Linked DNA regions of Sus scrofa: region 1 is linked to region 2. The links are chromatin contacts, called in public Hi-C maps. All regions are on one chromosome and are shown on one strand. Each heading gives the region's core, a stretch centred on a gene start, on an enhancer-like site or on the middle of the called end of the contact. The rest is flanking DNA. Distances are from core to core; before and after follow the strand shown. Region 1 overlaps ZBBX (zinc finger B-box domain-containing protein 1). Region 2 has its middle 180 kb from the start of ZBBX.

Region 1 (4,447 bases), core at 493-2,992, 150 kb after region 2:
GACAACTGCTTAAAGTCAAGAAGTGATGGCAGACAATGGGTAAGGCCATGATAGAGAAGCAAATTAGAGTATAACCAGAATAGCAAATCTCTTAGGATGAATGTGTAGCTATACATATTACATCAGGTAGCTGAGGCCTCATATTAATAATGGTTGTAATAGCTACCATCAATATTATGGGCAGGAGTCACTGATATACAGTAAGACTCTGTTCACTGTACACTTTACAAAGCTGGGAGGGAGTAAGTTATAGATTTTGAAATAATTTCTTTTTTTTGTCTTTTTGCCATTGCTTGGGCCACTCCCACGGCATATGGAGGTTCCCAGGTCAGGGGTTGAATCAGAGCTGTAGCCACCGGCCTATGCCAGAGCCACAGCAATGCAGGATCCGAGCCGCATCTGCAACCTACACCAGAGCTCACAGCAACGCTGGATCCTTAACCCACTGAGCACGGCCAGGGATCGAACACACAACCTCATGGTTTCTAGTCAGACTTGTTAACCACTGAGCCATGACGGAAACTCCTGAAATAATTTCCTTTAAAAAAACTTTTTTAATTTAAAGTTTTGTTGAAAAATGATCAAATGTTCTTGAATTGTCTGGAAAAGATAATTACTTAGCAATCCTTCAAAGTATTACCTAGCAATCTGGGTGAGTGAAATCATGTTCTATTAAGGAGAACAACAACAATGTATGTTTAGCTCTCAATACAGGTGGTCTCTGCTCTTTCCTATGATTTAGCCTCACAATTTGACATCCCTAGCAGACAATGAATTTCCCAGTACTATCCTCAAGATAAGCACCAAGTGGTACCTTTGATTTCTACAGACCAGACAGCAATCCAGAGGAGTAACATGATTATAGAAGATATATAGTTATTTACCACTGTTTAACTTTAAATATATACATAAAAGAACTCCTATATTTTGGAAAAAAAAACTCTCAAGCATTCATTATTACTTGCTATGCTCTTTGATTTGTATTCACATTATGAAATTCATTTATGCTAATTTTTAGGAATGAATGCATAGTCTACAATTTGAGATTAACTAGGAACTTAAATACCATTCTACTATTTCTGGCTTACCAACCTTTCCTCTTCTGCAACCAAAACTAGAAAATGTGATATGGGATGGGATGAAGTTTATGCTCAATAAATAATTCTCTTACTTCCCCATCAATTCCACATTTAGAACCTTCAAGAATATAATTGACAGAGATCATATCCTTTTATGCTAACATATAGAATACTTCTGTTTTAATGATACTAACATGGAATAGAAAAATGCTCATGCCTAGTATATATACGCTATGTCTCACTGCTTTTAGTAAGCATGGTTTGACCCATGTCATATCTGCCTCTGGACAACAATAAACCATATCACAAAGGCAAAGTTTGTCTTTTGAAATTGAGTGTGTGTGTGTGTGTGTGTGTGTGTGTGTGTGACAGAGAGAGGAAGGGAGGGAAGGAGACAGAAAAGGACAGAGGGCTAGAAGAGAGAGAGGAAGGAAGGGAAGACAGAGAACCAGACTTAGATAAACTTGAAGGCCAAATATTGAAGTTGAGGAAAGGAGCCATGTCTCATTTTTCTCTTTATCTTCCACACACTGGCTCAGTGCCTAAATTCACTGAGAGATAATTCAGGAAATGTGAACAAATCACTGAATGGAAAATTCTAATGTGACCTCACAGTGGGATAATTATACTCCTTATCCTTAAAGTGGAGTGCCTTTGGTTATATTCCATATTATTTGTATAATAATAACAATTATACTCCCTTTTACATACATTAATTTTCATTTTCTATGACCTTGACCATCCAGTTGTATAATACCTTCTGAGGCAGCAGAGTAGTTGGTGGATGGTTTTTTTGTTTTTCCCTCTATCACTTTTGCCAGGAGGCGCTAAACACTGAGTAGCTATTCGAAAGTAACTGACATTGGTAAATACTGATATAAGTGAGGTCAATTTTATGTTTTGTGGTTATTATGACTTCAGTCATTGGCATCCACGAGAGCTACCAACACATATATGTTGAAGCAACATGTAAAGATTGACGTCTACCAGTGACACTTCTAAATACAGATAATATTAAACCCCATGAGATAATATTAAATTCTTTAACCCATTATACAAGGCCCTTGGTTCTCACTTTTATCTCCGGGTCCTTAAGGGCAGGATCCTATTCACCTGTGTAGGGTCACTGCCTAGCATTAACCCTGCTGCCTAAAAGGCATTCAATATATATGAGTTGAATGAATTACTGTACAATAAATGAAATCTATGACAAATCAATACGTTAAATATAACTGGTATAATGTTATAGCTGACTTTAGCCATATTTATTGTTTAAGTATTAGAATTTTAAAGCCACCTGACAAGATTTGAGTTTAGGCATTTCAAAAAACAATGACTGTGTGAGGATAAATAAAAGCTTTTGATATATATATAGGAGGAAAAGTAGAAACCTGAGAGATAAGCTTATTTAAACAATAATGGGGGAGAGCAAATAAAAAACTATTTTATTTAAATAAACATGAGACAGGAGTTCCCGTCGTGGCTCAGTGGTTAACGAATCCGACTAGGAACCATGAGGTTTTGGGTTCAATCCCTGGCCTTGCTCAGTGGGTTAAGGATCTGGCATTGCCCTGAGCTGTGGTGTAGGTCGCAGATGTGGCTCGGATCCTGAGTTGCTGTGGCTGTGGTGTAGGCCCGCAGCTACATCTCCGATTCAACCCCTAGCCTGGGAACCTCCATATGCCACAGGAGCGGCCCTAGAAAGGGCAAAAAGACAAAAATAAATAAATAAATAAATAATAAAATAAACGAGACGAAAACAAGAGATTTCTATTTATAAACTAGACAGAAATAATACTTAAAACAAATCATGTGTTCATTTGAAACCACAATAGATAAAAATATTGTCTAATTTTTAAATGTCAAGTTCATAGAGAGAATGCATAATCTAAAAACGCTAATCAAGCTAAGTGCTTCAGGAGCTATATTAAAAAACAACGTGTACAGCAAAATAAAATCTATTAGTGTTCAGTAAAATAAATTTAAGTTGTATGTAAAGACTGTACATAATAGAATTTTAGAAATTAATTGTAAATTATCCTAAATTCTAGATAATTAAACATATTTTAAATATCTTTGTGTTGAAACATTTTATAAATACACCACAAGTAAAGCATTTTAAAGTCATACCTGCAGAAGAGTTGTTCTATGGAGCTTTAGTGCCCCCTTCTGGTGAATTTTAGCAAAGCATCCTGAACAATAATCTTCTCCACATTCAAGGCATACCTTAAAAGATATTGAAAAATCATACAATCTTATAAAATATAACTTTGAGAAAAAATTGTATAAAGAACTCTTTTCTATAACCTTTAATTCTCAAATTACACACCTAGTATGTCAGCAAAATTGAAAGCCCAAGGAAACGAAACAATCATTTTTTTCAGTTAAGATGTAACTGAGAAAAATTCACTTACAAACTCTAATAACTCTCATAGCAAAATAAATATAAAAGTTACAAGTAGGTTTGAGATATATGTGTTAGTTGCATATATGTATGTACAATTTCTGAATAAATCACTAAAAATTTTTCAACTATACAGAAATTGGCACAACATTGTAAATCAACTATACAAGTTGTAACATACAATTATACAAGTTGTAAATATACAACATTGTAAATACAACTATACAAAAAATACAAAAAAAAAAATCCCAGAAGCCTCAGATCGAACTTCTTAACCTGATAAAAACTAAACAGTGTTATCTCTGGGCCAAAAGAACTTCATTGCGATGAGTTTTTTTATCTTTCTGTATGAATTTACATGGCACAATTATTTTCAAAGGGTATATATACTATTTGTACCCAAAAATCCCCACAGACTTCTTTCAAAGGCACTGGTTCACTGGTGATTCTCAAAATGTGGTTTCAAAAGCCTTCTTAGAAGATTCCTCAAAGGAAAAAAAAAGTATAAGAAAAAAACAGGATGGAACTACATCAACATGTCAGCAATGTTTATGACTGGTGAAATGACTATGGACAAGTTTATATTTATCTTGCAAATTCTCTATGATGTTAAAATGTCATTTTTTAAATTTGAAGATAAGTTGAGAAGTGTGACCTAGCTGCATCTATGATGGTATCAAGCAAGAATGAGAGTGAGAAAAGAAAATGGAATTTTTACTGAGAGTAATTACTACTGTGCAGTTGTATAGCCACTCCAACACCCTTTACAGTAGGACAAAAACAGTGCAAATGCTAATAGCCCTCATTTCCTTGAGTTTAGCCTGGGTTGAGAACAACCAGTAACCACGAATAAGAAAGCATGAGGGCTTAGTATTTCTGTTGGCGCTTTCATTTCTTCCCTCTCCTGTCTCTCTCCTCCTGTCAGAGAATTATAAGTATAAAGCAGCTGAGACAGACTGGGGTG
Region 2 (4,537 bases), core at 1,614-4,113:
CTGTGTCTGCATTATTCAGATAGATTCATTTTTCCTTCTTCGTCGGGTTTGAAAGACAGAGCATTTGACTCTAAACCTTATTTCTCCCAAATGTTATCAGGCTGGAAGTGATCTTAAACAATCAAATGTTTAAGCCATATTCATAGATACAAAAGTGTTTCCTGCCTAAACACATGTTTATACCCACACATCCCCATTGTGGCCAGGCGCAGAGAGCTGGATGAGTGAAACTTGCGTTCTGAAGCACTGGCTCTGCTTATTAACCACTCTCAGCAAGAAGGTAAAATGGCTTTGTAGTACTAATCTGGTGTGTTAGTCTGTTTTCAGGCAGAATCAGAGCTTTAAGAATGGTATATGGCCACCAATTGATAGGTAAGAATCTATCTTTCTCTTGAAACTTCCAGCTAAGGAGATTCCTTTGTGTCCTTCAATATCCTTTCAGCAAAAAGTGCACTATTTACATAACTGACTGAAATGAGGGCCCATGATTTCGTCTTCAGTAATTAGCAAAGATGTAACACTCTGCATTCTTTCATAAATGATGATGTGAAAATATAATAATAAAAGAAGTAATAATAATAGCCAACATTTAATGAGCACTTATTATTTGCAGGCATCATGCAAAGAACTTTACATGTATTTTCTCATTTAATCTCCATAATGTAAAAAGGAAATGTTACCAGAAGAATCCAGAATGAGAGAAATTAGATAACTTTCCCAAGGTCAAAAACCCAGTCTTGATGTGGAATTATGATTTAATCACTGGCTTTCTGATTTCCAGTCCCGAGTTGCTCTGCTATACTTTCTTTTGAGTAAAATAGACATTCCAATTTTATGGCACTTCCAAAAACATTAGAGTCAGACTCATTTTGTAAACTCAGAGGAGGTCACGTGTTAGAAGGAGAGCACAGAGATCCTTCTAATTGCTCTCCTTACTTTCACCACTGCAAATCTACAGCTATAGTCAATTCAGCAGCCAAAAGCCAAAATGACCCATTGAAACGTAACTCTGAGCATGTCACTCCTCAGGCTCAAATCCCTCCAATGTAGAGAACAGACTTGCCATTGCCAAGGCGATGAGGGAGGGAGTAAGATGGACTGGGAGTTTGGGGTTAGTAGGTGCAAACTGTTACATTTAGAATGGATAAACTATGATGTCCTGCTGTATGGCACAGGGATAGACTTGGGATAGACCATGATGGAAAAGAATATATATGTATAACTGACTCACTTTGCTGTACAGCAGAAATTGGCACAGCATTGTAAATCACAGCACTTTATTCTTTTAAAAAAAAGAAGAAGAAGAAAAGCTGAAGCCCTTCAAATGTTATATGAAGCTCTAGCCAGTCTACCTCTCTCTCTCTGATCTCATCTCCTTCCCGTCCCTTCTTCCTGCCACAGAGCTATACTCACCCACCCACCCACCACCCATTACCCCCTGAATATACTCTCCCTCCTCAGGGACCCTGGATTTACTGTTCTGTCAGGTTGAAATGCTCTCAGCTTGGGATCACATGGCTTGATCTTTCAACTCCTTGAGATTTTTGGTCAAACATAAGTTTCTAAATGAGACCGTTTCTGACCATCTGTTTATAATCACACATCTCCTCTGATTTTTCTTGGCATTCACCGTACCCCGTCCATAGATCTTACCATCATCTGATGTATTACATTTCACATACCATCTACGTCTTTCCATAGGAGCTAGGATCCCTGGGAGAAGGGCTATTTTGGGTCAATTTTGTTTGCCATTGAATCCCCAGTGCTTAGAACAGTGCATGACTAACAGTAAGCACTAAATGATATTTGTTACATAGATAGATGAGAATAAATGACTAAGTGGTATTCATAAGATTAGTGCATATTAAAATGCCCATTCTTGACCATATTCTATTAGCAAATATGAAAATATCATCTACAAACCTGTATAAAAAATAAAGACAGACTATCCTCAAGGTAATTTTAAATAAAAAAGGACAGAAAGATCTCTTAAGACCGCATTTAAAAAGTTTTAAATGGCCAAACTGAGAGTTCACAGATGAGCAAAGATGTAAGATAATCCACCCAGATACCTCGAATAGGAAGGGCTACAAATAGAGCAACTAATAAAGTTACCAACACACTATGTCATGTTCAGAAAAAATGAGATTACGGTGTCATGACTTCATTGTTCCTGTCAATTGAGAAGTGTAGGAAATGAAGAAAAATGTAACCAGGGATGCTAGTGAGCAGACTGACAAGAAGACAAGGGAATTATAGCTCCACAGTAATGACTCACACACTTGAATTCAGGCTTGCTCTTTATCAGTTCCACATGAAAAACTATAGAGGAAGATAAGAGGGAAACACAGCCGCACAAGGCCTCGCTAAGCTTTTAATATCAACATCAGAGAGACCAGAAGTCAGAGAGAGGAGTGATCCTTAAATAATTTTGAGACAATCATGAATTCCTCACACTGCCAGCTGTGGAAAAGAAGGCAAACCAAAAAAGTGAGCTGGGGCTGGGAAAATATTTGTGAAGCCGTGTTAGGCCCCCAGACCCTCAAGCAAGTGACTTGCTTTTTAACCATCTCTCCTTGGCACCTAAACCAGCCAAACTTTGTGAACTCAGCTTTCTCAACAGATGGAGTGTTCTTAAGTTCCTCTCTACTACCATCTTCTCCAAGTATAATTGAAAAAGCCAAAAAAAAAAAAAAAAAAAAAAAAAAAAAGAAGAAAGAAAGAAAAAGAAAAAGAGTTTCAAGAGCTCGGCAGAGGGAACCGTTGGTTTTATTTTGGCGGTGATGTTCAGCTCCTTGGCAGGCAGCACTATTAGTTAACGTTGTTAGCACTCTGGAATTGTCTATGACTTTTGTCATGTGTTTAAGCTGATTAGCCCCCTGGGTGACTTTGGCTTCCAAGGCAGCATTCCTTTGACAGCTTGCTGAGGGTACAGATGTCTGGACAACAGATAAAGTTCTTAACCCTTATTTCTCATTTGGTTTCTGCTCAACTATTTTAATAACGCCTGCAGACTTATAAACAGAAGGCAATGGTTTGTAATATTTTAAGATGCTCACTTGCAGGCTAACCGCTATTGACTAAGGCAAATTTGCATCCGTAGATGCATGCTAAAATGTGACTCTTCTTTCACCCGCTAATTCCTTTCACAGGCTTAAACTCTGTAGATTTGACCTCTGTGATCTCAAATTTGCTCCAGCCTTTTCATTTCCATTATTGCTACCCTTCTCCAGCCTGTTTCCTTTGCCTGAAAACAGATCTAGCCTTCTACCTCATCCGTCGTGATATAAGCTCATTTTTCATCTTCAGCTTTATATTCTATTGTTTCCATTCAAAGGATCAGTGTTTCATCCACACTGGAATACTTTTTACTTCCTGGTTATACCCACTACATTCAAGGGTCTGTGCTTTTGTTCATGATTGACCCACCAAACATATTTTTACATAATTCATTGTTCAAAATTAATGCATTAGCCATAGCTAGCCATTGTAATATATATGATATATCTTCATAATTTTGCCAAATTTAATATATCAAGTCCTAATTCTGTTTTTCAAGCACATTTAATTAGTCTTATATATATTCTTCATTGAATTAACCCTACACACTGCTAACAAAATTCGTTTTCTTAAAGGACAAATCTTGACTGGCTATAGAATAAAATTTCAACCCACATTCATATAAGCTGTAATCACTATAATAAACCCATTATTTCATAATATGTGTGTTTTCCTGACCAAACTATGACTGATACAATAACCAAAATTTAAAAGCACAAATTCTTTGACTCAATTATTTTTTAATTTATCTATTACCAAAAAAAAAAAAAAAAAACTATCCAGGTACATAAAGAAATGGTTAGCATTGTTCAGTGTTTCATTGTGATAGCAAAAGTTAGAAAACATTGAAATAGTTATTAATAATGAAGTGTTTAAATGTATTTTGAAACATTCTTATGCCATGAAATACTAACAGTTAAAAATATCCCTAGATCTGTAAGTGGCAGTCATCAAAATGGAAAAGTTGTCAATATGCATTGAAAGTGAAAAATAGCAAGTTGTAATAAATGCATGCCATGAAATATAATACTTAATAAAACCAAATCCATTGAAAAATGTCTGACAGAATTTGCCATAAACTGTCAGTTCTAGAGAAGGATGCATGTTTGAGTAATGGGAATAAAAGGACAGTTTCTTTTGTATTCAGTTCACCTTTATTTGAATTATTTGTTTGAATTATTTCAGGGAGAATTATTTAAGTGTTGTGCATTTGTTTTAAACAATATATAAGATGGCAAATGTCTGGCCTCACAGTGGATTGCAAAGTGGAGACCTGCTGTGTTACTGTTTATGTTTGTTTATTTGTTGCTAAACAGACACATCAGAGCAAACAGCTTATTGGAATTAGCCAGAATGCTAATTTAATTTTATAATACACTGGCGAAAACAGAAAGATCCTTTCAAGCAGAACTGGTCATCCTGTCTAGTGTATAATCTTCAATTTGGGGTACCACATTTCATGAGGAAAATTAATAAC

The links. Hi-C and Micro-C count contacts between places; a contact is called where the count stands out from the background.
Region 1: a Hi-C map of heart right ventricle shows a contact between it and region 2, with 5 times the contacts expected there. The contact joins two enhancer-like sites. A contact is called at or near these places in 2 of 47 Hi-C or Micro-C datasets (fetal heart ventricle and heart right ventricle).

The regions. Positions count from the first base shown.
Region 1 is chr13:106,236,404-106,240,850 of Sscrofa11.1, forward strand. ZBBX (zinc finger B-box domain-containing protein 1) reads right to left here. Exons shown (of 18, transcript XM_021069757.1): 7 at 3,210-3,305. Among named protein-coding and RNA genes, the nearest start is that of ZBBX, 29 kb to the right of the region's middle. Within about 2 kb of position 1,743, at least 4 of the 83 cell types and tissues checked have an H3K27ac peak or open chromatin away from gene starts, as enhancers often do.
Region 2 is chr13:106,089,833-106,094,369 of Sscrofa11.1, forward strand. No RefSeq gene overlaps it. Among named protein-coding and RNA genes, the nearest start is that of ZBBX, 180 kb to the right of the region's middle. Within about 2 kb of position 2,864, at least 6 of the 83 cell types and tissues checked have an H3K27ac peak or open chromatin away from gene starts, as enhancers often do.